Regions from separate parts of the Mus musculus genome. Here all the other regions are linked to region 2. The links are chromatin contacts, called in public HiCAR-type, HiChIP or PLAC-seq and promoter capture Hi-C maps. All regions are on one chromosome and are shown on one strand. Each heading gives the region's core, a stretch centred on a gene start, on an enhancer-like site or on the middle of the called end of the contact. The rest is flanking DNA. Distances are from core to core; before and after follow the strand shown. Region 1 holds the start of Prepl (prolyl endopeptidase-like). Region 2 holds the start of Prkce (protein kinase C, epsilon). Region 3 holds the start of Calm2 (calmodulin 2). Region 4 holds the start of Lrpprc (leucine-rich PPR-motif containing). Region 5 holds the start of 4833418N02Rik (RIKEN cDNA 4833418N02 gene). Region 6 holds the start of Ppm1b (protein phosphatase 1B, magnesium dependent, beta isoform). Region 7 holds the start of Mcfd2 (multiple coagulation factor deficiency 2).

Region 1 (3,170 bases), core at 504-3,003, 1.1 Mb before region 2:
CTTCAAAGCTCGGAGAGAGAATTTGGCCGTCTGCAGCATGGTGGCAAAGTCCCTGGTTTTTGCTCCCTTAGGGGCTGCCAGCACGTGGATGATTTCATACGTATAATTATACAGTCATGGGATCTTAGTGCATTTGAGGTCCCCACATCTCATCCCTCCCCTGTGGCGTCATGAGCCCCTTAGGTTACCAATTACTGTAGACATCTGATAACTTAGGTTAAACACGTTTAAAACCTTGTATGCGTTAAGTTCATTCAGATCATACTTCTTGGCAGGCGGGACTTAATAAACACGTCATCTGTAAAGTCAGTTTTCCTAGGGACAAGCTAAGCAGCAGTGACTCTGGAGAACGTATGGACAAACTAAAACAAAACAAAACAAAACAAAACAGAAAACAAACAAAATAAAATAATTTGCAAATGAGTAAATGAACTTAATGGGAATCTCAGGTACTCAGAGGGGGTTCAAAAGCAAGATGGCTTTTATCTTACATAATTCTGGGCATATCATTGGGATGTGAAAGACAAATTAGAAAAAGCCTAAACCATGACATAAAAGGGGGATGCTTAGTTGTTGAGTGAGGCGAGGCGCCACATAGTTTTCACCTAGCTGTCTAGTTTAAGCTGCGTGTGCACTCGATGAGTGAGCTAGAGCTGGTCATTGTCCAGGTGGCCCAACTGTGGCTCTGGGGAGCTGGAGACACTCCCCCAACTCACTGATTCAGTGAACCGCCCAACTGACTGGCTCCTCCTCCTAGAGGAGCAATTGGATTTCACCATAAAAGGATAATGAATTAAAAACAACTGTAAGATGCACAAATAAAATGTCGAGTCATTTTTGGTTTCTTCTGGAAGGTAAAGATCATTTTAACTTCCATAACTACAGACCCAGGTTTAGGTCTTGGGCCTTGTACACTAACTGCATCTGGATTCAATTTTTTCACTTGTGGAACAGAAATTAACCATAGCACTTAATCTCTGCGGTTGTAGTTTTGTAACAAAACCAAACAATTTATTTTAAGAACTTAGTCCAAGTACCTGGCACATAGTAACCATTCAACAAAAGGTCGTTAATATTATTAGCATAGGGATAATTTAGCTATGCTAAACACTGTTGAGTGTAAAATGAGAGAAATCTTCTCTAACACGTTCCTTGGTAGCACAGAAACACTGCGTCAGTTTTGCCATAGATCCGACCAGCTATGACGCCCCCTCCCCCCCTTAATCTCTTATGTCGCAGCAAAATAATGGGCCAGTGGAGCAGTAGCCTAGAAGAAAAATGCTTTTAAATCGCTTAGTCTGTCCCCATAGCTCCAACCCATTCATCCACCATCTGCATTGAGAAGACCCTGTGCGAGGATAGGGAGACTGGTGGGGTAAGTAAGCAAATGGGTGCTCCCGGAGCACCTCCTCGTTTCCCGGTGCAACTGTGCATCCCGAACACGTCGTATTCACAGGACGTGAGGGAATGGTACGGGTCAGAACGTACAGAAGAGACAGGGATCAAAAAAGGGACCAGGGAAGTGAGGAATGGCTGGAAGGTGGGCAGAGGAATTAGGAAAGGGGAACCATCAGCAACCCTTCCATACGTACGCAAATCGAAAGACAGCTGGACGAGCGAAGGTAGAGAAGACAAATACGAGAAACCGAAGCTCTCCAGAAGGAGCTGCAGTCACCTCAGCCTTGTCCAGCCGAAGCCAGCCTCCAGCACCCAGCAAGAAAGACAACCTACCTCGCGCCGCCCAGAGCTAGTTTGCAGCACGCCGGTCTACGTAACACCAACCCAGACCGATAGGGAAGCGCATTTCGCCATCTTTATTATGGCCAGTGGTGGGCTTTTTCTCTTCCTGAACTCACTCATCTTAGGAGACAACTGTATTTCGGTTTTCTGGTATTCCGGCGAGCAAGAGACAAAGTGAGGAAAAAAAGAAAACAGCGAGGAAAGCCCTGTCTGCAGCTATTCCACAGTCCCCTCCCACTCCGGCTCGCCCTCACTTAAGATGGCCACCAGAAAAAGTGGTGCAATGAAGCGACGCCGCTGCTTTGGTTGCCAAGGAGACGCTAATACCGGAAATGCGGAATTCGGGGAGGGTGCACGGAAGAGCTGTGGGCCAGAGGCCGGGCGTCACAGGTCCTGACAGGGAAGAAGTTGGCAGGTCCTGACTGGGGAGAGCCGTGGCGGACGCAACCTCCGGGTCCAGTCAGCTCTGGAGATGGAGTCGCAGGTCGCGGCCGCTGGGGCTGCAGAGACTGAGGCAGAGGCGGGCAAGCGTCCCGCGATGGGCAGTGCCAGCCAGGGCTCGCTGGTCTCGGCGCCCAAGGGGGCCGTCCGGTGGCAGCTTCTGCGACAGGTAAGGGCGAGCGCTCGCCTGCCCTGCCTGTGGCCACTCCCCTCGCAGGTAGCAGGCAGCCCGTTTGTCGGGAGCCAAGCGAGAAGCGCCCCCTTGCTCCTTCATCTCCGCTGTCCCGCTGTCCCACCAAAAATGGGAGAGACTCTGGCGGGGCTGGAGAGCGGGACAGCCAGAGCGAGCTCTCAGAAACTCAGAAAATCCTTGTGCTCGCCTGTCTGGTGGGTGGGACCGCCTGTCTTCTCCGTGTGCTGCTCTTCTTTCCCGCCCCCTTTCCATCCTTATTTTATTTTTTGCTTCTTAACTCCCAGCCTGGTCACCTGGGTGCACTTTTTGGTCCCACATCTCTGGAGATCCGTGAGGTTCACTAATGGGATGGGGATTCTGCACGCGTTTCCTGGTTTTGTATATGGGAGAGTAAAGGGAGAGAGGGAAACCTACTGCTTGCTCCTTTTCCCGCCACGTGAAACTAAGTTTGGAGTCATTATTGGGATACTCGCTGCCCAAGGTTTAGCAACGAATCCAGATACTTCAGTCTTCCAAACCGCTCCAGTGAAGGCTGCTGTGTTTATAAGTTTTCTTAGTCATTGTGACTCCTCACAGCAATAGGAAAGTAACTAAGACAGTGGCCGGGGGGCAATGAGTCCTTAGTCTGTTATTTTACTTAGTTATTGCTTTTTAACAACCACATGTCGTATGTCATGCAATGTCTGTGAACCACCTGGTAGTCTCTTGATAAAACCTGAGTGGTTTACGGTTGTGTACCTGGTCTATATACCCATAGTTCTCAGAGTTGGCTGGCATGTTCTCCCAGTTATGGTAG
Region 2 (3,427 bases), core at 21-2,520:
CTGCGGGACGAACCCCTTCCCGGGCGCAGGCTGGAAGTTCCCGCTGCGCGGCGCCCGGGGCCTGGCGCGCCCCGCCCGGCGCTCCCAGGTTCCCAGTCCCCCTCGGCACAGAGCCATTCCCTGCCGCCCGCCTTCCCGGTCCTGGTCCCTGGCCCAGGAAATTCTTCCCCAGCAGCCCAGGGCTCGCCTCACGTGACCAGCCGCCGTCGCGGCTGCTTCCAGAGAGTTTAAAGGTTACCGAGGAAATTAGTATGGATACAGCCACTGGACCCCAGGAGGACGCATCGGGCTTTCCCGCAGCCCGAACGCCGGTTGTCAGGGCGCGGATCAAGCCTTGTCCTCTTAAGGGGCACACACAAGGTCCCGCATAAGTAGGAGGAGTCACTTTGAGAAATAAACAGACATTCGAACCAGGCCGGGCCCAGGTTCTACTAGTCTTCCACAAGTTCTCGCAACCCAATCAGGCCCAGAACAAATCCCCAGAGGGGAGAGTCTCCTCAAGGGGGAAAAAAAGAGGGTTTCAAAACTCACACCCAGCCGAAGGGCTCAGCAGTCCGGGTGTCCCCTCCCCCATCGCGGCACAGTAGAGAATCCCAGGGCAGAGTGACAAATAGGCCAGCTCTCCGCGGGCGACTGGTGACCGCCGCAGTCCAGGCAGAGTGGGGGAAGGTGATTAGTCTTCTTGGACATTGCGACCCCCTCCATTCCACCAGGCCCAGTTTTAAGTGATAGTGTTGGCCGCAGGGTGCGAGAGAAAAGCGCGGCCCGCTGCTCTCCGGGTCCAGACCCCGCTCTCCTGGTGCAGATCCGAGGAGCACAGACTCGGCCTGCGACAGTCGCTCCCGCACCTCCGCGACGCCACACTCCTGGGTTCCGCGCGGAGTCCTTCCTCAGCTCCCCCGCGCGCCACGGCAAACGGACCCGGCCGGCCCGCTCCTGCTCTTTTCTGCTCGGCTCACTTTTCCCGTATTGCTCCCCCAACCGGCAAAACTTTCTATTTCCCCAAACAGTGGCGCGCGCGCGCGCGCGTGCACACACACACACACACACACACACACACACACACACACACACTCACACACACTGACGTCTTTTGCGCATTTCCTGCATTAGAGGGAGGGAGAATCGCTCGCACAGCGATCGAGGGAAGCAGATCGCGGGCTGAGCGCTCTGGCGGGCGGCGAGCCGGCGGCAGCCGAGAGCGCGGACGCGGGGAGCGCGGCGGGCGGGCGGGCGCCGGCGGGCGGGAGGAGGGGCCGCGCGGAGTCGCAGTCCCTGCCCGGCCGCCGCGCTGCGCACCGCCGGGTGCCGGCCTGCGCCCCGAACCCAAGTGGCGGCCACCTCTACCTCCCAAGCCCGCGCGGATGTGAGATCCCAGGCACCGGGCGCCTCGCGATCGCCGGCTACGGCGCGACTCTGCTTAACCCGGGAGGTGACGGCGGGGCTGATCGTGCGGCTTGTGGATTTTTTAAAAATTTGGCTCCGGGGAGGACCATTTCCTCTCGACATGCATCCCTCCGGATAGACTGCACATCCCTCAGTCCACCCTCCGCCCCGCGCCGTCCGAGGCAGGCGCTGGGTGGGCGAAGAGGATCCGGGTTGAAATCTGTGCCCCCGGTTCTCGTCCCCGCCCCGTCCCGCCGCCCCCTCCCCCTCCGGGAGTCGAAATTGCCCGGGGATTATGTTTCGGAAAGGTAGGTGAGCGCCGGGCGCGGCGCCTGCTTCTCCGCACACGGACCCGAAGAACCAGCGAGGCGGCGAGGCAGCCCCCGCGGCTTGCAGCGGAGGCGACAGCTCGTCTCCTGCCGTGGAGGTGTCGCCGGTGGTGGGGGGGAGAGACTTGCTCCAAAAAAACGGACGTCTCCAGCTCTCCCCCCTCCCTGTTTTCCGTTAGGAATCCGGCGAGGAAATACATGCACTCGCTGAGAATCGGCGGCGCCAGGAGGCAGCGCCACAAGGTGTAGCGAGTGAGTGGGGTGGGGCAAGAGGGGACCCAGGAGTCCCCCAGGCTCCCGGCGCGCCTGCTCCTGCTCTTCAATCCTGCCCTCGGGGCGGACGGAGTGACCCCCGCCCCGACCATGGTAGTGTTCAATGGCCTTCTTAAGATCAAAATCTGCGAGGCGGTGAGCTTGAAGCCCACAGCCTGGTCGCTGCGCCATGCGGTGGGACCCCGGCCACAGACGTTCCTTTTGGACCCCTACATTGCCCTTAACGTGGACGACTCGCGCATCGGCCAAACAGCCACCAAGCAAAAGACCAACAGCCCGGCCTGGCACGATGAGTTCGTCACCGATGTGTGCAATGGGCGCAAGATCGAGCTGGCTGTCTTTCACGACGCTCCTATCGGCTACGACGACTTCGTGGCCAACTGCACCATCCAGTTCGAGGAGCTGCTGCAGAATGGGAGCCGTCACTTCGAGGACTGGGTGAGTCGGTCCTCCACGTCCGGGAGTCCCGGGTCCCAGGGAAAGACTTGCTGCCTGAGCATTGGTCCTGGGGCTCTGGGCTGTCTGTGTGTGCATGTGCGGCTCAGTTTTCTTGAAGAGGCACGTTTTATTTCCTAGCTGAAGAGACATATACAGTAGGGTATGAAAGACGAGATTTGACAGATGGGCACTATCCCTTGCCCCCCCCCCCGTGCCCTCCCAACAGTGGGCAGTACAGGTGGCTTGCAAGTTGGGAGAGAACCCGGAATGCAGGTGCATAGGTTGGTGGAAGGAATCTGCAAGTCCCTGGTGGACTTGGCTGAGCGACTGTGTGTGGGTGGGTCTCTCTGTCCTTGGAGAGACACGTGGAGCTCAGACTGGAGGGTTTTTGTGCCTCCTGGCTTTATCCTGGGTAGCCTAGTGAGTAGTTTTATAAAGCCGTCTTTCTGGTAGGAAGCCCCCTCTTCCTAAACAACTGTTTAGCTCATTTGATGACATACCAGAAAGGTCCTCACCCCCAGTGTCCCCTCTATAGGTCCTACAAACATAACACCAGCTTGCTTTGCCCATCTGTTTAGAATGCCGTATTCTCAAAAGGGCTTGTGGTGATAGGAAGTCAGGACTTTGAATCTTAAGATTTTATGCTTGCAGACTTTGATTGTCAAGATATTGTAGGATCAAACACTATTTCTGAAATTGAGCTAACTGTTAGCTGATTCCACTGTCACATAGGAGGGATTTTGAAGTAGGCCTCGCCAATATACCTTAAACCAAATGCATCCAACCTTGGCACGTGGGCAGTCAGAAAAAACAACCCCCTCCCCGCTTGCTTCTCTCTTCTTGTAGGAGCAGCATTCAGTTAGGAAGTGGGTATCTCTATCTTCAGGTTTGTTACATGTTTCTATCTGGAGCAAGTGTTGCTACGGATGGATATGTTTTCCCCCGATTCTTTGGTCTTCACAGAGGGCTGTCTGTGCTGCCTTATGAAGAGCTGTGGGAGA
Region 3 (3,103 bases), core at 356-2,855, 1.3 Mb after region 2:
CTTACAAAGAACAAATTCAGTCAGCATATTAAAATTCATTAGTTAAAAAATATATATCAAAAAGAATTCACCAAAGTTAAATGAAGGCTAGCTCTCTCAAGGTGAACACTCCCCACACCCAAGCAGGCTGGAGGTTTCAGTTGGCAGGGATTCCCAACTACTGTTTAAGATGTCACCTTGCCTCCTGGACACACCCATTGCTGTAACCATTTGGCAAGGGAGTAAAATAAGTATTGCAAATTATCGTCCTCATTAATTTTTTTAAAACAGAAAACACGAAGAGGGACTTATTTTTCAAAGCTCTTTCTAAAATCTCCTGCTCTCTTTTACACTCTTTAAGTGTACAGTTACTGACGGCCATTATTGCATAGGTGAACTGTCCGTAAGAACTAAGATCAGATGGCAACTTCCACTCTGAAACGCAAGTCGTTTTCAAGGAACTCTGCGTGTGGTAGAGGTGAACAGGAGTGCACCTGAGCACTCAAGAATTTAGCGACCCGCCCCTTAATTGCTACTTCCACTAGCTCATGGGGGCCGAAAAACGCCTTTGAGACCCTAACTGAGGTCGGTTGCTTTCCCTTTACGAGCTCTATTTTTTTTTTTTTTGAGAAAGCGCCCGACTTCCAGCAAAAGCTTGTATTCTTCAACGATTTAAAAAAAGAAAAAAAAATTAATCATCCAGTCTGGGTAGCGGAAGCCAGCACCAGATGGAGTGAACAAGCAGCAGCAGCAGCAGCCCTGCGCGGAGGGGGAGGGGGGACTGCTGGGGTCCCCTCCCCCGCCCATCCCCGCAGCGCCGCGGGCCGCCCAGACCTCCGCAGTCCTGCAGGTGCCAGCGCAGCAGCTGGGGCGCGAGCCGAGCCGAGCCGCGTAGGGCGGCGGCTCGGGGCCCCGCGCGCTCACCCCACCCGACCCCCGCGGCGGGGGTCCCCGCACGGGCTGGACCCACGGGGCGCGCCCCCGGCCCGGCCCGGCCCGGCCTCGCGGGGATGCGGGCTAACGGCGCCCGCTCGCCTCGGGGCCCCGCGCTCCTCCCCACCCCACCCCCCGCGCATGGCGGCCGGGCGGACAAAGGCGCTTCCTGGCGCCCGCGCTCGCTCGGCGGTGGCCGTTGGCGGTTTGAATCCGGCCCCCGGGGCTGACCTTTGGCGCCGCCTCGGCCGCAGCCCCTCCTGCTCTGCTCTCTCGACCGAGCCCACGGCCCCGCACCCCAGATCCATCCTCCCCCGGCCAAGCCCCGCAGCGGTCCCCCGACTCATCTAAAAGGGAACCCAAGAGGACAGGGGTGGGGGACACCTGCGACACAAGTGTCGCGGGGGGCCTCCTGGCTTTTTTTTTTTTTTTTTTTTGGTGCCGTCCCTCTGGCGAGGACAGTTCTGAGAGGGGAGGTCCCCTCTTTAGTCAATCCGCTTCAGCATCTTTCCCCGACCCGCGGGGCGCCGGCCGCTCAGCTACGCACTCACCATGCTGCAAGGGCTACGGGTTTCCGAGACGCGACCAGACAACCGCTCGACTCGCTCGCTCCACTCGGACTAATTCTCCTCCTCCGCCCCCAGCTCCTCATAAACACCTCCCTCCGCCTCCCTCCGCCAGATCCCTCCGCCTCATCCAGATAACGGAACCTAGCGAACGAGTCCCGGCCAGCCCCCGCCCCCTCCCCCCCCCCAACTCTCCGGGAGACCCCCTTTCTCCGCAGTCACTGGGCAGACACGCAAGAGAGAAAGGGGAGCAGGGGGACGGATGACGTAAGTGGGTTCCACTCCCAGGCAAGCCGTTAAAAGGCCGGGGGAACCGCGCCTGGCAGGAGCTACTTTGCGGCGCGGAGGAGCACCGCGGTGGCGGTCGACCAGGCGAACCTCGTTGAGCTTGCTGCTGATTGGCTGATTTGTACCTGCAATGCGTCACTTTCTCTCGCAGCCGGAACGCGGTTGCGGCTTCTGCCGTTGCTTGCTCGCGCCGCGCTGTCCTGGCAACTGCGCCAGGCGGCAGCGTGGCTCTCTCTGCGCTCGGCTGGAGGACCTTCTTCCACCCGTCCTGCCTGCCACAGACACACGCACACACTCACCTTCCCGCCCCGTATGGAGGTGCTGCTGACAAAAACAACACGGGCCAAAACAAAAAATAAATAAAACTGAAGGACACCCCCCCCCCCCAGTAAACACCCACCCAGCGCGCCCAGCTTCTCAGCGTTGCTGCATAGGGAGGCCGGTCGTTTTTCATTACACGGTGCCGAACCCATGCAGCTCAGCTGACAAGCTAATCAAAAAAGGGGCTTCCGTTTATGCCTACCCTTCGCTTCTCTTTCCTAGCAGTAATTTATCAGAAAGCTACTCAAACCCACTGTATCCGAGAGTGTGTGCTGTCGGTCTCCCCAAGGAGCCCCTCTGAAATTAGAAGCCCAAAGTAGACAACCAGAAAAGGATGATGGGGGTTAGAGAGGAAAATAAGGATTCCATCCTCAAAATACAGTGCCCAGAGAAGATTGATGGAACAGCCACGGCCCAGAGAGAATTAGGAAGATGGCGAAGGCAGAAAGAACTTCCCAGTTGAAAAAGCACCACCATGCAAACCCTCAAACCGTGGAGAGCAATCACTTTGTAAAAAGCAAGGCAAGATGAAACCTCAACTTCAGAAAGAAGCCTGCCTTCAGGATAGTTTCCCCGTTCAGCAAGAACATTTCGGTGCTAACAGCTATATGCACCCACTCGGAGAGTCCATTTTAACCTCCTTTACCTAAGTTAGACATCCCTCACACCTTTAAACATATCTTTTAATGAAGCCAGAGCTGGGCCCTCTTTCAGTCATGGAAACCAGACATTAAGCGGCCTTCTAATTAGCACTAACAAAGCTGACACCCTTTCGAACGAATGCCCACTCGATGGGAATACCAAACCAAACCAAACCTCAGATTTCTGTTTCTATTATCCTTGCCAATGTGGTGCCCTGATAATACTGAAAGGGAGGAGAGCTAATTAACCTTACCCCACAAATGAGATAAATATCATTATTTGGGAATATTACTTTAAAATGGGCACCTCCAGCCAAGAATCTGACGCCACCGTTCCGTTCCAGTGCACTACATTCTGGTAAATTCAAAGTTTTT
Region 4 (3,335 bases), core at 597-3,096, 1.4 Mb before region 2:
ACAGACAAGTCAGAACCAGGGGAGCTTGGTCAAAGGTCCATCCGAGTATGCAGCGAGGAAGTGGAACCCGGGTCTGATGAACACACAGATGTGTCACTAAAATGTGTTCAGTTTCTGCCAAACCCAACAGCAAACATCAATGCCTGCACTGTAGCAGCACTAGCCCTGGCCCCGAGGGGCCTCGGGTGAAGGACTAGATTCTAGTCACTAGAGGAAAGCTAAAGGAACCAGCACTGCTGTCTCAGAAGACATGAAAGTTAGGGCATGATTTCACTGTTCAAGCCTACCACAAAAATAGAGGCAAGACCCTAACTTACAAATAAGCATCTCTCCAAAGACAACCAAGTTGTTCAGACATCATGAAGCATTTCCTTCATCTATCTAGTTATACGCCGTGCCGGGCTGGCCCGTGAAGACAGTTACTTCTATTACAGTGTTATTATAATATACATCAAGCCCTGTATCTCATGAAATAGTCCTAACCTTATACGGTGTCCACCTGTGTACCTAAAGAAACTTAAGGCCTGGGCTGCTGAGTGATTTGTCCAATAGCCTAATGCAAATAAGCCAAAGCACCCTCAGTCCATGGCTCCCCACTCCAGATCATACTTCCTAAGTCTGTTTGCTAGACCCCAAAGTTCTAGTGTGGGGTGTACAACTGTCAATTTCTTTCCGGTACTAAAACCTAAGCACCCAACCTTCCTTTATCAGTTGTCAAGAATATCTATGTTCTTTAAGTGAACATACTTGTTTCCCTATAACCTCAATCCAGAAAGGCATATACTCACAAAAATACATGACACTAACTAGGAACTTAACTTGTTTTTGCAGTAGGTACATAGATCCCAACAGAGCACCTTGCACGCGTCCTTTAATCCATTCTAGTGTGACAATCTCCAACCCATGACATCTGTGTAAATACTGAAGGAAAATTCCACTCAGCACAACGCAAGCAAAAACCCGAACTGGCCATGATCAAATGTCAAGTTCTAAACTATCCCTAGATCACTAGAACTTCAAACCCCAATCCCAAGAAAAAGAAAATGAAAAACCAAAGCCTCGTAAGACTACAGACTAGCAGGTTACTGGTCACCAGCGTGCGAGAGCACCCAGGAAGGGTACTCCTAAGGAAAGGCACAACGCCTGTCCCCACCTCAGCCCCATCCACTCCCCCAAAGCCATTGAGCTTCACGGGCCTTTCCAAAGCTAGAGCAGGCAGAGACCTCAAGCAGCAAGCCGGAAGCCAGCCATGCCCTCGACCATGACCTTCTCAAGACTCTCAACCTTGTCACCCCAAACCACTGGCAAAGCATGGGGGAGGGGGTGGCCTCATGCCTGAGAAGCCGGGACCACGGAATTGGAGCAAACGAGCAGGACACCAGCCCGTCCACCGCAGCCAGTCAGGAGGAAGGGTCCGGTACTCACCCTGCAGCCGGCCGGCTACCAACAGCCGCGACCCGGACGACGGAGGACAGCCGGCCCGGGACGCCCGCAGGGAGGCGCAGGGACAGCGGGAGGCGCGGGGCCGCCGCGGCCCCGAGCAGCCAACGCGCGGGTCTCAGCAGGGCTGCCATGGCTCAGCGTACCCAAGGCAGGATAGGATGCACGCTCCTGCAGAGGACCTGGAGGAGCACGTGACGACCCGGTCGCCCCTAGTGGGACAAACTAAGGACCGAGGGCGTCCAGCGGAGGAGGAGGCAGATCCCCGCCAAGGCTCACGGGAGAGGCAAGCCGAGTTCGCGGGATACCCTGGATCCGCCTTCTGTTTTACTATACATTGTTTTTTGTCTTCCGTTCACAGTGTCCCTGTTCCCTTGTCCAGCGCCCCGGCTCTCAGCGAGCCTGGCGACAACACCCCTCCACTTTGAAGTTGGTAGAGCCCACTAGAGGTCGGCTCCGCCCATGCGCGCGCAAGGGCTTGTGGGGGGCCAACTAGGAGCGACACCGAGGGTTGCTGGGAAGGGCCGACCGTGCAGATCCCGGGGTGCCTACGACGTTCCAGCCTTGCGCCTCGGTTGCTACCGAGCCGCTGCCCTAGCTGCTCAGTGACGTAGTTCCTGCCGTAGCTCTCAGAAACGGCGGCCAGAGAAAAGCTTGACGAAGAGAACTGGGAGGCTGTGGACCTCCAGGTTAGCTACATGCTATTTGTGTGACTGGGGATGGGGTAGATAAATATACAGAACTCATCCTAAGTGCCTCGCTTCATGAAATCAATGGATTCTAATAAAGGTCGTATAATTTTAAATGTCAAGGTTGAAGTTTCTTTTTCTCAGTGCCCCGCTCCTTCCAGTTAATGCACTAAGCAACTAAGGTAGTGAGTGGTGCAATTGTCTGAGGATAGGTCTGGAGCTAGGAAAACAAGTTCTTGCCCTCACAGAGCTCGCATACTGAAAGGGTTCCCTGTGCACTCGTGTGAACCCGGGAACAGGTTTCCACTCTACTTAGTTATTCCTTGACTGCTACCAAGTGAACAGTCAAATTCTCCCTCTGCAAGTTTTCCCATGTGGCTGTTTCTTCTGCTAGCCAACAAACTTCAGAGTGCCCAGAATGAGAATGCAGCCTCTTTTATGGCGGAAGCTCGTGATCAGTTGAAGACACTTCGTGCTTTGAGCATTTATTGAATGGATATACGTTCAGAGTTAACTTGGCTTAGCTTTCTTTTGGAGAAGCTAATACCGCCCTGCAAGATGAAGTTACTCTGAGTTACTATAGAGCACTATGATAGAATATAATTCATTCTCTCATTCAGCATTAGTACTATTTATTGAGCACATATTTTGTGTCAGGCACTATTTGGAATGCTGGGAATACAACATGGGGGGGGGGATCTCAATTTAGACAAAATTCCGTACATCTAAAGAAACATAAGAATTGTGATATAAATAAAAGATTAAGGTAGGTTACGGTCTGTGGTGATTAATCTTGATAGGATTTACTATCACCTTGGAAACCAGACTTTAAGCCAGTGAGGGAGTTTTTACATTGGATTAGTTGAAGTGGCAAGACCCACCCTGAATGTGAATGACACCACTGGGTCCCACTGAGTGTAGGTGTGACGCAAAATCATTTGCTTTTTTAAAAAAATATATTTATTTTATTATGTGTATGAGTGTTTTGCCTGCATGTATGTGTGTAACCACAAGTGTGCCTGGTGCCCTTGAAGGTCAGGAGAGGGCTTCAGATGTCCTGGGAGTGCAGTTAGAGACAGATACAAGCTGCTGTGGTGGTTGCTGGGAAACGAACCTACCAGCAGAATGCAGAGAGTCCAGGCATTTGCCACACCCAAGGAAGGCTAGGGCTCTGGATGCAAATGTGAAACGAGGTTGGTGGAAGTA
Region 5 (3,127 bases), core at 497-2,996, 1.1 Mb after region 2:
TTTTCTTTAAAAAAAAAAAAAAAGGATCTTGCTATGTATCCCAGGCTGGCCTTGAATTCTTTTTAATCCCCCTGCCTTTAGTTTCCAAATACTATGACAGCAGGCGTGCACCACCACATGCAACAAACCCCACTTGCTACTTGCCTTTTATCTCACCAGATGTTATTAATGCAGTCACAGCTCTGTGACTTTTTCGTTTGTTCTTTTTCCTATAGGTTTCCACTCTCTCTTCCTAATGCTGGTCATTAGAAGATGAGGATCTTGGCTCTGCTAGCAAAGAGCTGAGACGCGGTCAGGCGCCTGGAGGAACACTTGCTTTGTATCTGAGGCACGAACTCTGTGCCCTCCCGTGCCCACACTCAAACTGATGATAGAGTCAAACAGACAAGAGCTAATGCTCTCTGCAGCCAGTCCTCCAGTATTTGCAACCGTGGTTGACAAAAGAATGGGAAGAAAAGATGGGGTTTCTTTGTTTCTATCAGTCTACCCTTCCCCTTTCTGTCAATCCTGCTGTTCCCTCTGGCCCCAGGGGTATCTCCCACTAACACTCTGACTAGGTAAATTGAAAACGCATTCTCAGGATACCCAAGTCAGTCTTTCACTCTTTCTGCCTTCCCCAACCCTCTCCCCACCCCATCCCCCTGCCCCACCGCCTCCGTGAAACCTAGTTCTGCAGAACCTCAGGTTCTGCACACAGGGGCAGGGAATCTTGCCTTCCAGGGAGGAAGGGGGCTTCATTTCGATCACACGGAGGAGCTGAAGTTTTGATAGGGACCGGCCCTGGTAATGGGCGTCAGGAGCCTGTGCTCTGATAGACCCGAAAACCTTAGTTCTGTACTGAAACTTGAAGCTGTAAATTTCCCGGCAGCAAGGGGCAGGGAGTGGAAGGACCTCCCGGAGAAGTAGAAAGCGGTCAGTTTCGAACTACTGAAAAGCTTGCCTGAAATCATTCTCGAACGTTTTCGGAATGGACCTCACAACAAGTGACTTAAGTACAGGCCCTGGGGATTTTTTTTTCAGTGTTGGCTGTGGTTTTAGCTACATCCTCAATTCCCAGGCAGGATTGACAGCTCCAGTTTCACCGAGGGTGGGGTCACGATACTTGCCTTCTAGCCAGGGTAGTCCTGGCTCCGCCCTCCAAGCCCCGCCCAGAGTCCTTTGAACTTCTGGGCACCGCTGGCCTTAGAGCGGAGCAGAGCGGAGTCGGGCGCTCCCTGGAGTTCTGATCAGCCTTTAGACACCAAAATAAAGTAGCAGCAAGTGGAAAATCAGCTGAGATCCTCTTTTAGAACCCAGAGTAGGCATTCCGATGGAAAGAGGAGTCCGGCAGTTAAAACAAACATAAACCCTCTCCGAGTTGGGGACATCCGAAGAGCTTAGGGACTTGCCCCGGCCGGTCTATCCGCAGCCCTGCGGGCGGGCGCGTTGCATCCGACCCGGATCCGCCAAGAGCCCGGGACCAGGACTGTCCTGTCGGCCGCTCCTCGGATTTGTGACGTGCCTCAGGCTGTGGCGGTGACGGGGCCACCACACAAAGCCGGGCGGTCCGGGCGGAGGACCCCAGGCCAAGAGTCCTGACGGGATGGGGAGGGAACGGGGAGCGAGGCGCCCCCGGGCTCCCGGGCTCCCCGCAGCATTAAAGTGAGCACCCAGTCAGCGGCGGGGAGCCGGCGGAGGGCGGCCCGAGATCGCCGTGTGCGCGCTTGGCTTCTGTGGCCTCGCTGGCGGTCGGCTCGCCTAGCCCGGCGGGGGATAGCCACGCCCACTTTGGGGTGGAGCCGCGGCCCGGGGAGGTTCCGCTGTTGGAGACGCCCGGGCACGGGGCGGGAGCTGTGGCAGCAGCTGCTGCACAGGAGGAGACAGCAGCGTCAGGAGCTGCTGCAGCAGCGGCGGAGGCTGCTTCTGGACGCCTTGGGGTCGCGCAGCCGCAGCCCCAGTCCAGAGGCTCCAGGCGGTGCGGTGGGCGCTGCCGCCGCCGCTGCTGCTGCTGCTGCTGCGGGCCCCTTGCCGTTACCCGGGCCCCCTCTGCCACCCGGGCCCCGGATGCCGTCTGCACTCCCGTCAAGCCTGCTGGAGAGTGCTCCCCAGCCTGGACGCCGCCCCCGGCCTGGTCTCCACTCCTCCGCCGCACCTCCCATGACAGCTCCTGCTCGAAGATGGCTGCGAAGGGCGCGCACGGCACCCACCTGAAGGTGGAGAGCGAGGTGGAGCGCTGCCGCGCCGAGGGCCAGTGGGACCGCATGTTCGAGCTGGCCCGGCATCTGCAGATGCTGGGCATTTCCGGCGGCGGCAGTAGCAACCGGCGAAACAGCCCGAGCGGCAGGTTCACCACTCTGGACACCGGTGAGTGAGGGAAGGGCAGATTCGCCCGGAGCGAGCGCGCGAAAAGCACCGCCTCGTCCAGGAAGCGCGACTCAACCGACCCGTCCCGGAGCCGGCGCTGGGTGCTACCCTCCGGCTTGCCGAGGCAGTTAGGAAAGTCGTCTGTCCCAAGAGAAAAATCGCTTTGCAGATTGGGTGTTTGAAGAGAAGAGAGAGAAAGAGAAAAGTTTGTGCTCTCTGCCTTTTAAGGTCACGTGGGTAACCCTACCCTGAAATGGAGGTTTCTGTAGGTATCAGAGAAGTGCATTCATTAGACCGGACCGTTGCCTCCCTAAACTGTCGAAACTCCCTCATGTTAAATTTGTTCCTCTGTGTCTTCTCTTATTTTCCCCTCAAATAAAGTTGAGACCAAGCTCTGTCCACAGCAGACTTAGACCGATGCGTTTGGTCAGAGAAGAGGCCGGCGAACCTCAGTTTCTTCGCCAGTGGCGGACACTGGCCCCATCCAGTCCTGGCAGCCTGTGGCTTTTGCAGCAGGGCTGGTTTAGTTGGGCTGGGCTCTTGTGCTGGGGCGGGAAAGCACCCTGATGGGGTAGAGGGAGAACCCCGCCCAGTCTTCAGACCCAGATCCTGTTTCGGGTGTCTTGCTCTCTGCGGTGGGAGAGGTTCAGAGCCCGCCGCGTGTGCACACCCACCTTTTCCGAAGTGGGCAGAGAATAAGTCCGACTATAAAGAGTTTTCCAAAACCACCCAGCCCGGGACACCTCTGTGGGAGCGATGGGGTGATTATAACCCTGATCCAATA
Region 6 (3,187 bases), core at 339-2,838, 1.2 Mb before region 2:
TAGGTCGGTCTAAACCTAAGTTGTCCCAACTAACTTATACCTAAGTATGAATAAGATCGAAAACGTCTTTCAAAGACTTGAGCGAGTTTAAAAACTCTTCAGGTGAGCGCTTAAGTGCCCCATTACACTTTGATCTGGAAGAATTAACCTGGTTCACTTTCTAGCTCAATGTGGTTACTAGATGACCGTTTTCTCCCGGCCTTTGTGAAGCCTTCCGAGTAATCATACCCAGAGGGAGACTCCTTTATGTCATCATTACCCTTTGCAGACGTTCAATGATTACCTACCATTCCCAGTCTGGGACTGCCTGCCTTACTTTTGTATCTCCAGTTCTACCTACCACGCTTAGCAAAATGCAGGTGCTCTTTAAGAGAGGAATGACCTAGTGAATGTCAAGAGCCTAGACAGGAGTTTTAAAAATCAGACTCAGAAACAAAACACGGAACTGCCAAGGGCTGGAAGGCAGGAGGTCGAGGTAAATAAGAAGAACGAACAATCTGAACCATTGCAAAATCATCCCGAAGGGATCTCCTGTCCCATTTTCTCAAGTGGCTTTTCAGCCTTCTCAACTTCCCGCCCACTCTCCCCTGCTGGAGACAGGTCATGCAGGTATCCCAACAATGAGGCTCTGATTGGTCAGAGATGATTTCATTGTTAGGGAACATCCGGGCTCTTTCCCTCCCTGCATCACCTCCCCAGAGCCCTACGCGCCCAGTTTTGCACTCTCGCGTGCGCCCCACCCGTAGTTGAAGCAAAACAACGCCTCTCTCCAGGCCCTTTCTCGAACCTTTCTGAGCTCTTCCTTCACAGCTCTATGCCAAAGAGAGGCGGCCACTTCTTCCAATGAGGGTCTAGGGGCACTTCTCTGGCCAATCAGAAGCCGGCTCTCTCCACTCCGGGTGGGACCAATTTCCACCTATAACTGGACTGCCCGTTGGTTTCTTTATGGTGTTCGTTCTCCGCGAAGTGTAGAGGTCAGAACTGCAGGGTCCGCAGACTCGGGGCTTGGCCATCTACGAATACTAGCCAATCCCTTTTAGGATACTTTTGCGCGTTCATTTAAAAAAAGCCGAAGTGACGGACTTGGAAATTGGTTTCTTGACGGACAAGTAGAGGAAGCCAATAGTCGGAGGATCAGGCCGCCATTTGAACCAATCAGAAAAGGATATCGGTCTTCGAGTTGGGGCGTAATTTGACTGACGGAGGACTCTACCTATGGCTACTAGGGTGGGCAGGTCGGTGACGTCAGGAGTTAGGGCAAGGCGGAGGTGGGGCTGAATAAAGTAAATGGTAATGAAGGGTTGGGCCTCACTGGTGGGCGGTGTGTGATGGATAGTTGACCTTGCCAATTAAGGTGGGCACTGACGCCCAATGAGAAATTAAAGACTCAGAGGCGGGGCCGTGTGGGCGGGGAAAGAGAAGCACAGAAGATACTAGGGGCCAGGTTGGGCGGGAGAACGTAGATTGACAGGCTTCTCAGCAAACCGAGGGCAGCGGTGACACACGCGGCGTCCCAATGGGTGCCCTTGGGGGGCGGAGCCCGAGGAGGGGCGGGGAAAGACGGCGGTGCGGGGAGGGGAGGGGGGTTGCAGAAGGAGCGGAGCGGCCGCTGCTCAATGGCGGAAAAGCCGCTGGTGCTCTGACCGCCTGGTCCCCCCTGGCAGTTGCGGGGGAGTTTCCTGCCGGCGCGGCTGGAGTCTCTGTTTCTCCGTGTCCGGTGGCTGGAAGATGCTCCAGAGAGATCAGGCTGCGGCGGAGGAGGTGGCGGCGGCCGAGTCGGCAGCGGCTCTGGGTTGGAGAGAAGGCGGCGGCGGCGGTGTGAGGGGCCGGACGGTGTAAACAGCTCGGGCGGCGGCGGTGGCCGAGCCCCCGAGGGCGAAGCGGCGGCGGAGGCGGTGTCGCGTCTCGGGAGAAAGCCGGGGGCCGCGGGCGGCTGTGCGGCGGGCGAGCCCGCGAGACCTCCCTTTCTACCTTCGCCCCAGGTAAGGCCGCTTTGCGCCCAGCCGAGTGGGGGAACGGCCGTCCGTCCGTCCAGCCTGCTCTCGGAGCACCGGGCTAGGCCCAGGGCCTGGGCTGCCGCCGCCGCCTCCGCTTGCGCGCGAGGCTTCGCGGGGCGCGGCGCGGCGAGGGAGTAGTTTGCCGGGGCGCGTGGAAGTCCGCTGCTTCCCCTCGCGCCGCGGCGTGCAGGCAGCGCCCATGGGCGCGCGGGCCACCCCAAGGCCGCGGCTCACCCAGTCCTGCCCGCCGCTCCGGAAAACACCTTTCGGTGTGGCTCTCTCTCCCGGTCGCTTTCTGCCCTCCCCTGCGCTCCGCTCTCCTTTCTTGTGAAATCTTTCTGGTTTTTCTGTCTGTGCCTCTCCGGGCCTCCTTCCCCCTCCTGTGCTTTAAACCGTTTGTCTTGCTCCTCTTAGCCAGACTCGGGGGTTCGTGTCTGTGTGTTGCCCACCAACCACGGTCCGAAAATTTCGGGTGTCGTGCTTAACAATGGGCTTCTTAAATGAAATTACTATGAACTCCATCTCAAGTTTACATGAATTCCATTAAGAATAGACTGGACAGTATTATGTGATCGGTCATTACTTTTTATCTTTAAAAGCCTTTAAGGAAAGAAAGTATCATTAAGCATAGCTGAAAAGAACCCTGAAATAAACTTATATAAATGAAGGGCTTGGTGAATGTTAGAGCCATTTCTTCATTTTTTAAAAAAGTTGCATGACCTCTAATACCAGTTTTAGCACCTCTAGGACGTTTGCCCATCTTATTTGGCAAAAAATTGCCTCTTAAGGATTTGATAGCTGCCCAAATTCATCAGTATTCAAGCGCTTCTAAAAACAACTTGGAAACTTAAAAACAACTAAGAAGTTGTTTTGGTAAGTCACACAGAACTTTTAAAATAGGCCCCACATGTTTAATGTATCAAAATAAAACTGGCAGGAGTCTTATAAAGGGATTATTAGGGAATTTGGGTTGTCTTCATGTTATGCGGCTATTTTGGGAAAAACATTCTTTTTCTGTTAACAAACGTTTATAGCTCCTGTGATGTGAGAGTTAACTGAAGCTTACTGTGGGATTAGCACAGGAACTCTTTATGTTGAGCCTACTGCCTGGATGGAGAAGTGGTAGGTTGTCCAGTGAAGAGGGTATAAGTCACAGTGTGTTCTGCGCGATGGCCCCTACATGTTCATAG
Region 7 (3,254 bases), core at 611-3,110, 1.1 Mb after region 2:
GGGCTGTAGAAAACAATCAGGGCCTTAGCATGAGTCTGACAGGGCAATGCTGACCTGCCTCAGAGCCTTGACTCCAACAGGGCTCCTCTCACTGCTCCGGACGCCTCTGTTGCCACTGTGTCTGGTCATTCCTCCTAGGCCCGGTTCAGATGAGACGTAAAGACTCTTGTGGTTAACACCCCTTGCTTCCTTGTCTGTTTCTTCCTTCCTATCTTTCCTTCTCCTCTTTCCAAAGGTCAGGATCTGTGTTCTCTCATTTGTGAACTGAACAACGCTGAGCTGGCGTGGGACGTGGTCAGAATGGGGTGAGAAGAAACACAGTACTTAAGTCTCTATCTCAGAGGCCCTGGCCTAAGGCTGAGCTCTCCCTTTGCAGCACTCCTGCCCACCCTTCCTTCCCACTGGGCCATTATTCCTATCAGGGAGTGGGCTTTCCTCCTAGCAGCTGTTGGCAGCCTTCAGAGGCTCTTAGTTGGGAATTTACATTCAAAGCAATCACATTTGACAACACCCCAGACATCCTGTTACACGGAGCCAAGGCCAACTGACTAGTGCTTCCTAGTTGTAGTCATCTCCATGCTCTTGAAGTCCAAGTAACCAGCAAGTTTCTGGGTTACAGAAAGCCCCCACATGGGCTGAGGTTGAAAACTTGTCCTGAATAGGCTGGTGTTTAATAGTCTGGTCCATTTGTTCACTGGGGGATTCCAAAGGAATGCCATGCTACCCTTATAACTAACATTTAACTAAGAGCCTAGTTACATAGGGAGAGCAGAGCTGTGAAGGCTGTGAGAACAGTCAGACGCCTCTCGACAGCAAAACACAGGTCACTAAAGAGGCACTCCAGGGGTATCACACACACCCCCATCCACAGAAAGCATGAGAAGAAATATTTCAACCCAAAGCAAAGCACGCCCCTCCATATGGCAGTGAACACCTAAACATGACTTAAGTCCAATCCAGAATATTCAGATGAGGAGGGGCAGGTCTTGAGTAAAGTACAAAGACAGTGAGTGAGTCACAACAGGCATTGCAGGAAGGAAAGAAGAGCTTGGAAGGGCAATGAGAATCCACAGAAGGACCTGGGAATGGGGCAGGGTGGCTGAGCGTGTCTCTACCTCCCCTGTACTGGACACGTTGAGGAGGGTCAATCAATATTAAAGGAGCAGAAAAGAGAGCTGATTGCTAAGGCAAGGTGTCTGGAAAAGTGAGAGTTTTGAATAGGTTCAATGTATTTGATGAGTGTAGGTAAGAGTGACGCCCAGGCCTCTGGTTTGGGCATATGTGTGGATGGAGGTGCCATGTCCCAGAAAGGGAAAACGAGACAAACGAGCATCCCTTGTCTACCTAACCTCCTAGGCTCAAACTAGCCAACCCTGTCGAGACAACAGGACCTGTGGGTCTGCCCCGAGGAAGGTGGGGGAGCCAGAGGCAGATGGAGTAACGCCTGAGACCCGCGTGCTTCCAGGCCAGCCAGGGTCCGTGTCCAGCCCACACAGCTGGCCCTACAGCCTAGTACTGAGACTCCCAGCAATGGGGTGAGCGCAAACAACAGCGCGGTGCTCAGCCGGGCAGACACGTCTGGCCCCCGAAACCCTCTCGGAAGACAGGCTGCCTCCGTGGGCCACAGGTCCCGCTGCGCCCTGAAGGTCCGCATCCTCCACCCCGCCACCCGGGCCTCCCATTCTCGAGCCCCAGGCCGACCGACCTCTGCCCCGAGGGTCAGGCCTCCGGCCCGTGGGTTCGCTCACCCCGATAATCCCCGACGCAGTCGCGAAGCACTCCAACGTGAACCTTGCCAGCTGCCGTCCCTGGGACGCTTTTCTCCGCACGCCGGTCCCGCCCCTCGCCCAGCCGCGCACGCGCACAGCCTCCCGCCCGCCCACCAACGCTGCCGGCCCCGCCCCCTGTGCGACCCGATCCAGTGGATCCACGTGTCCCCTGTGGCTGGCGCGGCCAGACCCGCCTCCCGAGGGCGACACCCTACTGCTAGGGCCCTGGGGAGGCCAAGAGGCGAGCTGGTTGCTAGGCAAACCTGAGGCTCCGGAACGTGGCTCACCGTGGGTTGTGGGCTGCAGGATCCGGAGGAGGCGGACTCCGAAGCTGGCCAGCCTCACCTTCTCTATACTTTGACGGATATCCTTGCTTCCACTACAAACTGAGAGAGTAAAACCCCTAACTCCTGTCCCAGTGAGGCAGCCGGTACTTCTCGGGGATCCTGCGTTTCCAAGACTGACCTGCTTCCATTTTCTTTTTGCTCCATTCCCTGAGCCGCAGCCTCAAGATCCAGCTAGTAAAGTTCCTGAAATCGTCTGGTTTTGTTGTTTTCTTTGAGAGAAGACAATATATTTAAAAAAAAAAAAAAAAAAAAGGATCCTGCCCTTTGATATTAACAAAATTGTCTTTCAGTGAATGTGTATAGATACAGATAGATATATGAGCTTAGGACTGTACATTTTAAAATTCCTTCTCTCCTTTGTATCTTTGAAGATACATAATCGTATTTTTTTTAGATGCACCTACATCAAAGATGGAGAGAGATTATATCAAAGCCCACCCCCACCCCCTCTTCCTTGTAGCCTTGAAAATTGCCCAACAGCACCGTTTTTGTCTCTTTGTCCCACTTTCCAAGATTAAGATTTCAACATTATCCATAGGGAGAGAAAGCCTCTTTCAAGAGTCCCTAAGATATTGCATCTCATTCCATCTCATTCTGAAGGTTAGATTAATTTGGTCCAGTTCATTCTGGGTACCCTGTAGTTGACTGCATTGTACCTACGATCCTTTGTCCTGGGAGCTACAAATGCAGGCAGTTTATGAAGCTCAGTAAGTAGAGACTGGACCGAGGGTAGCCTGGAGCATTCTTCACCTCACACCTCCTAGACTTTTTGTTTTGTTGCTGATTTGGTGTTTTGATTTTTCGAGACAGGATCTCTCAGTGTAGCCCTGGCTGTTCTGGAACTTGCTCTGTAGACCGGGCTGCCCGCAGACTCAGATCCATCTGCTTCTGTCTCCCAAGTGCTGGGATTAAAGGTGTGTGCCACCACTGCCCTGCTCAGACTTTTTTCTAATAAGCACTTGCCACCAAGCCAGATACTCCACCTTCTCTGTGGATGCTAGCTTTTGTCATCTTTCTCTTTCTACTGGATCATTCTTACCTGCATAGATGCTTGCCCTCTGGTTCTTTCCTACAATGCTATTGAAATGGCCATCTCCATGCAAACCAGGTCTCTTCTGACTTGCTTATTCCTCGAAGT

The links. Promoter capture Hi-C pulls out the DNA fragments that hold promoters and counts their contacts. HiCAR-type assays count read pairs that join an accessible place to other places. HiChIP or PLAC-seq counts read pairs in DNA pulled down with a chosen protein or histone mark.
Region 1: an H3K27ac HiChIP or PLAC-seq map of embryonic stem cells shows a contact between it and region 2, with 3 times the contacts expected there. The contact joins the promoter of Prepl here to the promoter of Prkce in region 2. A contact is called at or near these places in 1 of 39 promoter capture datasets (embryonic stem cells) and 1 of 115 datasets of contacts at active chromatin or transcription factors (embryonic stem cells).
Region 3: a contact with region 2 is called in a FOXA1 HiChIP or PLAC-seq map of pancreatic cancer cells. The contact joins the promoter of Calm2 here to the promoter of Prkce in region 2. A contact is called at or near these places in 3 of 39 promoter capture datasets (liver, pre-B cells and stem cell-derived epiblast-like cells), 2 of 115 datasets of contacts at active chromatin or transcription factors (pancreatic cancer cells and pro-B cells) and 1 of 9 other capture datasets (liver).
Region 4: a HiCAR-type map of astrocytes shows a contact between it and region 2, with 2.9 times the contacts expected there. The contact joins the promoter of Lrpprc here to the promoter of Prkce in region 2. A contact is called at or near these places in 1 of 39 promoter capture datasets (liver) and 2 of 115 datasets of contacts at active chromatin or transcription factors (astrocytes and microglia).
Region 5: a contact with region 2 is called in an H3K27ac HiChIP or PLAC-seq map of thymic regulatory T cells, with 6 times the contacts expected there. The contact joins the promoter of 4833418N02Rik here to the promoter of Prkce in region 2. A contact is called at or near these places in 2 of 39 promoter capture datasets (hippocampal neurons and liver), 4 of 484 Hi-C or Micro-C datasets (B cells and embryonic stem cells), 5 of 115 datasets of contacts at active chromatin or transcription factors (embryonic stem cells, large pre-B cells, pro-B cells and 2 more) and 3 of 9 other capture datasets (adipose tissue, embryonic stem cells and liver).
Region 6: a contact with region 2 is called in a HiCAR-type map of astrocytes, with 4 times the contacts expected there. The contact joins the promoter of Ppm1b here to the promoter of Prkce in region 2. A contact is called at or near these places in 3 of 39 promoter capture datasets (hippocampal neurons, liver and pre-B cells), 1 of 484 Hi-C or Micro-C datasets (B cells), 3 of 115 datasets of contacts at active chromatin or transcription factors (astrocytes, pancreatic cancer cells and thymic regulatory T cells) and 1 of 9 other capture datasets (adipose tissue).
Region 7: a promoter capture Hi-C map of liver shows a contact between it and region 2, with 2.5 times the contacts expected there. The contact joins the promoter of Mcfd2 here to the promoter of Prkce in region 2. A contact is called at or near these places in 11 of 39 promoter capture datasets (the 3T3-L1 cell line, the C10 cell line, the HPC-7 cell line and 6 more), 5 of 484 Hi-C or Micro-C datasets (the G1E-ER4 cell line, cerebral cortex and cortical neurons), 6 of 115 datasets of contacts at active chromatin or transcription factors (embryonic hindbrain, embryonic stem cells, forebrain and 3 more) and 1 of 9 other capture datasets (adipose tissue).

The regions. Positions count from the first base shown.
Region 1 is chr17:85,088,514-85,091,683 of GRCm38.p6, forward strand. Prepl (prolyl endopeptidase-like) reads right to left here and starts at 1,754. Exons shown (of 15, transcript NM_001163622.1): 1 at 1,593-1,754; 2 at 1-362. The coding sequence starts at 39. It overlaps Camkmt (calmodulin-lysine N-methyltransferase), which reads left to right and starts at 2,113. Exons shown (of 11, transcript NM_028576.3): 1 at 2,113-2,350. The coding sequence starts at 2,213.
Region 2 is chr17:86,166,515-86,169,941 of GRCm38.p6, forward strand. It overlaps Prkce (protein kinase C, epsilon), which reads left to right and starts at 1,271. Exons shown (of 15, transcript NM_011104.3): 1 at 1,271-2,426. The coding sequence starts at 2,079. Gm5817 (predicted gene 5817) reads right to left here and starts at 971. Exons shown (of 2, transcript NR_165800.1): 1 at 1-971.
Region 3 is chr17:87,445,330-87,448,432 of GRCm38.p6, forward strand. Calm2 (calmodulin 2) reads right to left here and starts at 1,606. Exons shown (of 6, transcript NM_007589.5): 1 at 1,464-1,606. The coding sequence starts at 1,466.
Region 4 is chr17:84,788,940-84,792,274 of GRCm38.p6, forward strand. Lrpprc (leucine-rich PPR-motif containing) reads right to left here and starts at 1,847. Exons shown (of 38, transcript NM_028233.2): 1 at 1,426-1,847. The coding sequence starts at 1,574.
Region 5 is chr17:87,281,068-87,284,194 of GRCm38.p6, forward strand. It overlaps 4833418N02Rik (RIKEN cDNA 4833418N02 gene), which reads right to left and starts at 1,747. Exons shown (of 5, transcript NR_015506.3): 1 at 1,107-1,747. Ttc7 (tetratricopeptide repeat domain 7) reads left to right here and starts at 1,819. Exons shown (of 20, transcript NM_028639.3): 1 at 1,819-2,343. The coding sequence starts at 2,157.
Region 6 is chr17:84,956,413-84,959,599 of GRCm38.p6, forward strand. It overlaps Ppm1b (protein phosphatase 1B, magnesium dependent, beta isoform), which reads left to right and starts at 1,589. Exons shown (of 6, transcript NM_001159496.1): 1 at 1,589-1,982. It overlaps 1110020A21Rik (RIKEN cDNA 1110020A21 gene), which reads right to left and starts at 1,011. Exons shown (of 4, transcript NR_027929.1): 1 at 788-1,011.
Region 7 is chr17:87,264,087-87,267,340 of GRCm38.p6, forward strand. It overlaps Mcfd2 (multiple coagulation factor deficiency 2), which reads right to left and starts at 1,861. Exons shown (of 4, transcript NM_139295.3): 1 at 1,749-1,861.